Linked DNA regions of Mus musculus: region 1 is linked to region 2. The links are chromatin contacts, called in public HiChIP or PLAC-seq maps. All regions are on one chromosome and are shown on one strand. Each heading gives the region's core, a stretch centred on a gene start, on an enhancer-like site or on the middle of the called end of the contact. The rest is flanking DNA. Distances are from core to core; before and after follow the strand shown.

Region 1 (3,577 bases), core at 802-3,301, 1.9 Mb before region 2:
ATAATAATGAAGGAAAAAGGGGTCAGACATTTTAGAGAGGTTGGGGAAACAGGAAGATTTGAAGAGGAAAGAGTCAGGGATAGATATGATTGTAATTAAGTACCCAAGAATGAAATAATAAATAAATGGGGGAAAAGTGTGTTGGAGATGAGGAGAAAGAAGATCAATTCCAAGATCCTGAAGTCCACCCCAAATTTACATGATGTCCTGTGATGTTACTAATTAGAAACACAGTAGAGAAAAAACAGCAGGTTAGAGGTCAGAAGAAAATGCCTCCTTTGCAGGATGGACTTGGGGGAGCTCTGAGAATGCTCTTAGTGGTCTTTGGCAGACAGTTGGCCATTGAGTCTGAAAATCAGCAGTGTTCGATTGGAGTACAAGGTGGTATCAGTATGTGCCGAGCCATACTTTCCTAGAGGGAAAGAAAGTGGTGCAGGCATGCTCAGCCTAGAAGAACCAAAAGAGATGAACTGAGCATGCACAGTGCACACACAAAGGAGTTTCATTCTTCAAAAACTTAAAGGCAGAACCACCACACGACCCAGCTGTCCACTCTCGGGAATATCGCAGAGAGCTCCATATCCTATCACAGAGATACCTGCACATCCATGGTTAGTGTCTCTCTGCTTACACTAGCAAGGCAATGGACCAAATGTCCATCAACAAGTGGATAACAAAAATGTAGTATATATACAAAACAGAATATTACTGAGCTGTAAGGAATGGGAAGTTTTTGCAGAAAAATGGATGGACTTAGAATAATGATAAGCAAGGGCACCCAAACTCAGAAGAAAAAAAAAACTGGAACAAACATATACATATTCATATATGCAAACATCTGTGTGTATACATGGAATTACATTTAGGAAAGGGAATGAGAATTAGGCAAAAGAAGGGAAGGAATGCGGGCAAAAGACCCATGAGTCACAAGAGGATATACATTCATTGTCTTTCTGGTTTCAATTGTGTCTTAGTATTTTTTTTTTAATTTTTTTTAAATTCTTTTTTCCTTTTTCACATGGACAAGTGCATTAAAATGTAACTATTAGTGACACTTCAGAATGGCAATTCTAACTGCAGAGAAGTTCCTAGAGATGACAGAACTTGGGACTGGGCAAGTGTTTGCTTGAGTGGCTTCCTTAATCTAGGTGTGTTTATTGATTTTTTTTTTTTAGATCGTTATAATAAAGCGATTTTATAAAGTAAAACAATTCCTGTTTTTTTGAAAACTACCTTTGGGGAAAGGAGTAGGTGTTGTTTCCCATTGATACAAACAGACCCAGACTGGGTGTCACTGGAGAGTCGGGTCACGCTCAGTCAACCTGGGTGAGAATAACAGGAAGTGGTGGTGAGCATTAGAAGGAAATGGCTCCTAAGCCCCTCTCCGGTACCTGTTAGCTGGGGAGGATACGCCCAGTGTTGCCAAATCTTCAATATTTTAAGAGGATTCATAAGCATGTTGTTTGAATGGGAGTTTTATGGTTATAAAATCTGTGCATGAATTCAGTTATTCAGCAACATTTATTGAGTATATACTATATACAGGGCACTGATCTAGGAGTCTGGGGTTTTGCATTTAATACAAAAGACAAAAAAAAAAAAAAACCTTTCTGTGTATGAAGTTCACACTCAATTGTGGGAATACGCACAATTAACAAATTATTAAAAGCTATGAGTTGTGGTAAGCATTGAAGGAATGAATATAAAGGGAGGTACTAGACCTGTAATTGTGGGGTACATTTCTATATCAAACACAATGGCATAAAAGGGCCTTCCTTAAGTATTTAAGAAGAAGGTCTTCAGGGATGTATAGAAAGCATGGAGACATCTGTATGAAACAGTAGTCACGGACTCTGAGTGGGACTTTGATCTGTTTGGGATTCTGTTCTGTGAGCTCAAAAGCCAGGACAAGGAAACCAGTTAACACTGGGTGGGGGAGTCTGGGGAGATGAGGGCAGAAAAGAAAGGGAGAAGGAGACCATGGGGCCTGGTCAGCGACTGTGTGTGAGTTTCCTGAAAGCAAGGAAGCCAGGACACATATGCAGCTGCCAAGTAACCTGCCCTCAGGAATGTGAGAGTAAGGGGAGTGGCAGACACCTCCCCTTCTCAGTGGCTAGAAAGGAAGGAAGGAAGGCTGCTTGCATAAGATTGTGAAAGGGGAATCCTGTCTACTTTGAGCTGTAATTTGAAGGTAGAGAGGAGAGTATAATATTTGTTAAATTTCTAGGTGGATTATGAGACAAAGTGAGGTAAAAAAGATGACCCTTGGGAGCTGGACCTAAACCATCCTAAGTGGAGGATGGAATGCCATTCACTAAACGGGAAACTGGTGTAGGAAGAAATTGGACCTCTGGTTTTTTTTTTTGTTTTTTTTTTTTTCTCTCTTTCTAGCATTAAAACATCTTTTATCTCTCCTACTCAAGTTGCCAACTAAGCAACCAGGTCTTATATATTCAGGAAAGTGATGCAGACTAAATATATGATTTGAGAATTCATAGTATTTGATGTCATATGAATGTATAAGACTGGATATCATCAGAGTAACAGATGTTGGGATAAGGGGATAAAAGAAAATGAGATTTTATATCTTGTGATTCATGCAAAAAAAGTTGTCTATGAGCCCCGGCCTGGGGCCGAGAACAAAGCAGAACAGACAGGGCTGTTGTTAAGACATTCCTAAGAACAGCTTGATTGTACAAGCAGGGCTATCTTGTCTGGGTCAACACCACCTGGCCGGAACCTCCCCTCTGTCTATTGCCCCTTGACGCCAGGTAAAGTCATACATCAACTGGTTGCTATGTGAACAAAGATAAGCCCCCAGCCCACAGGAACAAAGTCCTGATGCCCTGTAATCTTTCTGTTAATGTTTGAATAAGCCAATAGTGTGTCGCTATGCTGAATTCCACACCCCTAAGCCCCTTACCCCATAAAAACCCCTAGCTTTTGAGCCTCGTGGCCGACATCCGTTATCTCCTGTGTGGGATGCATGTCGGTCCAGAGCTCCGTCATTAAACGTCCTCATGTAATTACATTAGGAGATGGTCCTTTGTGATTTTTTGGGTGCACGCTGAATCGGGAATTGTGTGGGGGTTTCTCCACTAGGTCTAACAGGGACAGATTGAGGGACAGAGAAGTCAAGCATTTTGTTTGGAATTTATGGAGACAAATAGGAGGCAATAAAATAGGCTAGAAAGGCACAGACAGTGAGCTAGACTCAGAAACACACGGTGCTGCTGAGAAGGAAGTATATTAAGGTGAAAAGTACCAGTGGGATCCTCTCTGCTGCTAGACCCAAGAAATGAGGTCACTCATGATGCAAGCATCATTAACAGCCTCCATCAGAGCAGCTGTAGTAGACGATGGGACCAGACAGGACTAACTTCAAGATGTAGAGGGAAGCAGGGCATGGTGAAAATTGTCTGCAATCTCAGCACTGTAGTGTGTAGTTTCTACTAACCCTGCTTGGAGTTCCAGGTGGACCTTGCTACCAGCTTCCACCCTGGTTCCCTTGGATCCGTGGACGAAAGACACACACACACACACACACACACACACACACACACACACTACCTTATTT
Region 2 (3,711 bases), core at 495-2,994:
TAGTAATGATTGGATATAATTAAAAGTGCTTGTGGAAGTTCTTGGCTTTTAACTTAGCAGTTTTTGAGGGTCGCACTTCCTAATTTCATCCTTAGCTTTTCTGGATCACATAAGTGCAGGGCAGAAGAGGACTTTGACAGCACATTTTGAAGGAGAGTGCCCAGGCCATACAGGAAGATGGAGAGAGACGAGTTCCCAGGCTGTAAAACAGCTCCCCAGCACTTCCAACCGAAAGCCTTCCTTAGCTAAAGAAGGAGGTGCAAATGATAGTACAGTTAGTAGACTGCTTGCCTAGCCTACACAAAGCTCTGATTTAAGCCCTATCAGCACGAAAATTGGGCGTGGTGGCACACAACTGTAATCCCAGTACTAGGCAGGTGACAAACGGGATCATCAGAAATTCATGGTCATCCTTAACTACATACGGAGCCTGAGTCCAGCCTGTACTACATAAAACTGCCTCAAACAAAACAAACAAACAAACAAACAAACAAACAAAAAAGGAACGGGAGAAGTGGGGCGGGGATGGAGTTGAGGGCGCAGTCTGGGCCTGCCTATCCTTTGGTCCATTCCAGGAGGGGGTGGGGGCGGTATCTGGGTTGCATAGCAACCCAGGCTCCTGCTGCCGGATGTCTCACCACCCCCAGTGCCCCCGGCATTGGATCCCGCGGTCTCTGGCTGGAGGTCTGGTTGGTTCTGACCCCACCCTTTTCTCCCTCCCCGCCTAGCCCAGGCTCGGCGCCGGTCGGATCCCGCGCGAGCCTGGGAAGCAGTCTGGGCGCCCACTGCAACCTTAGCCTGTCTGAGATTCCCTAGCCATCCACGCCCCCAACCTGACCTAACTAGCTCTTCACTAAGACTTCCCATCTTAGTGTTCTGCGTGGGAGACGCGAGATAGGCATGAAGCGAAAGCTCTGGGCTCAGGCCAGGCTTTGCAGTCCCAGGCTGCTCCATTTGGTCTCTTGGAGCTCGTGGAGCGCCCACTGACTGCGCATGAATCGCGGCTAGCTTCCCAGCTGGGACTCTGTAATTATCTGTTAACTAGATGCATCCCCCTATGTGCTTATGAAATGAAAATGAACCAGTGTTTCTGTGCGGATTTCTTAGGATGTGATTACACAAAGTCCTCGCCGCTCAATTCTTTATAATAAAGCACATTTCAATCATTTTACATACACACACACCCAAATCTCTTCACGAAATTGTTGCCACTATTGTGACTTTCTTCCTGGGAGTATATCTGCTTCTGGATGGGTCCGCAAGTGCTTTCTGCCACACCTGACCCTAATGTCATTATATGAATATGTAGTAACACACACTTGCTTGGAAGAGTTTTGGTAGTAATCACTCCTGACAGCTCAGAGTATAGAACCCTGGCGGAGGTTCCAACATTGCCGCCTACTGGTTAGGCAGGCTCCAAGTCACACACCCCCATCCCCAGTCTTGTCTCAAGTTCTCCACCCGTAAACTCCAGGTCTAAAATTCTATCCACGTGGGTAAGGATGGATGCGCGACCCGCAGAAACACCCTGGCTGGCATCCTGCTTTCCCCAACTCTGAGAACATTATCCGGCCAGGCTCTGGACCCATACTGACTTAAAACACAACAGCAGTGGCTCTTGGACTTCTGTTTGCCCGCGCCCTGCGCCCCGCCCCCGCCAGTCTCCTCCCGCCCCGTCCGAGCTGCGCATGCGCCGCCCCGGGAGCGTGTTTTTATAAAAGTCCGGTTCGGGCCAGAAACTTCAATTTTGTTGCCTGGTGCAGCAGGTAGCAGTGAAACCTCTGAGGCGTTTGGTGCTCCGGTAACCACCACGGCTGTAGAGCGAGTGTTGCCATGGAACCGATCAGTGTGAGTGTAAGTCCACTTGCATCCTACTTTATAGTAAACGTGCAAACGTGTGAACTTAGAGCTCAGCCCCTTTAAGGAGCGGGTTGAAGCAACTAAAACCTTGAGGGGTGTCAGGGTCACAAGGAGGAGCGGGAACTAATTTTTTTTTATGTGTGTGAACATGGCTATAGGGGGAGGAAGATAGGAATATTTTTGCCAGTAAGTTGAGTGGGACGGGTTCAGATGGAGCTTTCCTAAGGTTGCTCTTGTTTCCCTCCCCCTTGAGTCCCGCGGCGCGCGCCGACTTGCACGCTGTTTGCAAACGTCCCAGTTTTTTGAAAAAGGGAGAAGGGCTTGCCCTCTGTCCCAAGACTCAGACCATCGTCTGGTCCTCCTGAAAACAGGAGTTTTCTTAGAGTTTCTTACATTGTGTGAATTTAGAGACTTTAGTCGGCACGCGTAGGCACTACATTCTGGGTGAGCTTCGAACCGGAGCGTCTTGGAGCGGTTCTTGGAGTTAGGAGTGCGGTTCTGAAATTCCATAGTGCAGACAGAGGAGCGCCCGTCTTCGGCGGGAAAAGTGAGCTAGTCTGCCGCGTCGCTTGCCTAGAGGGGGGGCACAAACTGCGGCAGCCGCGGAGAGAACGTCGCTTTGGGATGGAGCAGCAGCGCTTTGCGGGCATCCGACCCGCCACTTCCCCGCAGTGGCAAACGAACCTCCCGAGGTCGGGCTTGCCTTTAGGATCGTTCCTGAGAAAGGGTCATAAGTCTGTACCATGATGCTGCTGGCCATGACGGCGGTTGGGGACAGGAGGGCATGTTGGGACCGCACCTGGGTTGTGCCGGGTCGCCGGAGGGATGAACAGGTGCAAGCTCGGAGACTGTTTGACTGAGCCCCAGTGTTTAACCGTCGGTGGTTTCCTGAGCCTTTTGAAACCCCCTCGCTTAGGGAGGGTTTTGTTCTTTGGTGATTTTTTTTTTTTTTTCCGTTTCCTCCGGCGGCGCGCAATTCAAAGGCGCTCGCGCTGGAGCAGCCCAATCTGTCGCTCGCACCCGGAGGAACGATCCTGGCGCGCAGCCAGGAGGAACCCCTAGAACCGCTGTGTGTTGGTCGTAGACCTGGGTATGATGGGCAACGGTGCCAGCCCCTAGGTGGGTGACTCGGACATCGGGGTGCGCACGGTCTGGACCACTCCTGCTGCCTACCTCGGACTCCAGTAACTAACTGGGTCCGCTGCAGGATGGGAAGCGACCGGAAAGTGAGGAAGTGAAACTTGGGGGCGAAAACCACGGGGTACAGACCCCGTGACTTTCCCCACCCAGGACAGTGTGACTCTAACGTCCCAGATCCACCCAGTGATAAACATGGGTTTGGCAAGAGAGACCCACCTTCCAGAGAAGCGCCGCACGGGGTGAAGTAGGGGAGTGCTATTTGCTCCTTTCTAACACTCTGCTGACCCTAAACCCCCAAAGACCTTCACATTATCCAGCTTTCTTCACTACGCATGACTCGAAATGTAATAGTTTGTGTTAGACAGACGTGAGAAAAACAAGGTTTTGCGCCTAAAAAGCTAAGAGTCTTTGGGGGACCCCCACCGTCAAGCTCCGTCTTTCTTTCTTTCTTTCTTTCTTTCTTTCTTTCTTTCTTTCTTTCTTTCTTTCTTTCTTTCTTTCTTTCTTTCTTTCTTTCTTTCTCTCTCTCTCTCTCTCTCTCTCTCTCTCTCTCTCTCTCTCTTTCTTTCTTTCTTTCTTTCTTTCCTTCCTCCTTTGGCTAATCCTCATACAGAAATCCCATCTCCTTCAACACAGACTTTAACCCCACGCCGCTGGATACCACCGCACACAGTTTTGAGAGTGACTTCTTTGTTTGAATGGAGGATTTGT

What was found. HiChIP or PLAC-seq counts read pairs in DNA pulled down with a chosen protein or histone mark.
Region 1: a contact with region 2 is called in an H3K4me3 HiChIP or PLAC-seq map of pro-B cells, with 5 times the contacts expected there. The contact joins the enhancer-like site here to the promoter of Cxcr4 in region 2. A contact is called at or near these places in 2 of 39 promoter capture datasets (embryonic stem cells and hippocampal neurons), 1 of 484 Hi-C or Micro-C datasets (B cells) and 3 of 115 datasets of contacts at active chromatin or transcription factors (astrocytes, embryonic stem cells and pro-B cells).

Annotation. Positions count from the first base shown.
Region 1 is chr1:130,472,910-130,476,486 of GRCm38.p6, reverse strand. No RefSeq gene overlaps it. Among named protein-coding and RNA genes, the nearest start is that of Cd55, 12 kb to the right of the region's middle. Within about 2 kb of position 2,051, at least 80 of the 459 cell types and tissues checked have an H3K27ac peak or open chromatin away from gene starts, as enhancers often do. A contact at or near this core is called in B cells and pro-B cells, where this site is marked.
Region 2 is chr1:128,590,332-128,594,042 of GRCm38.p6, reverse strand. It overlaps Cxcr4 (chemokine (C-X-C motif) receptor 4), which reads left to right and starts at 1,744. Exons shown (of 2, transcript NM_009911.3): 1 at 1,744-1,854. The coding sequence starts at 1,834.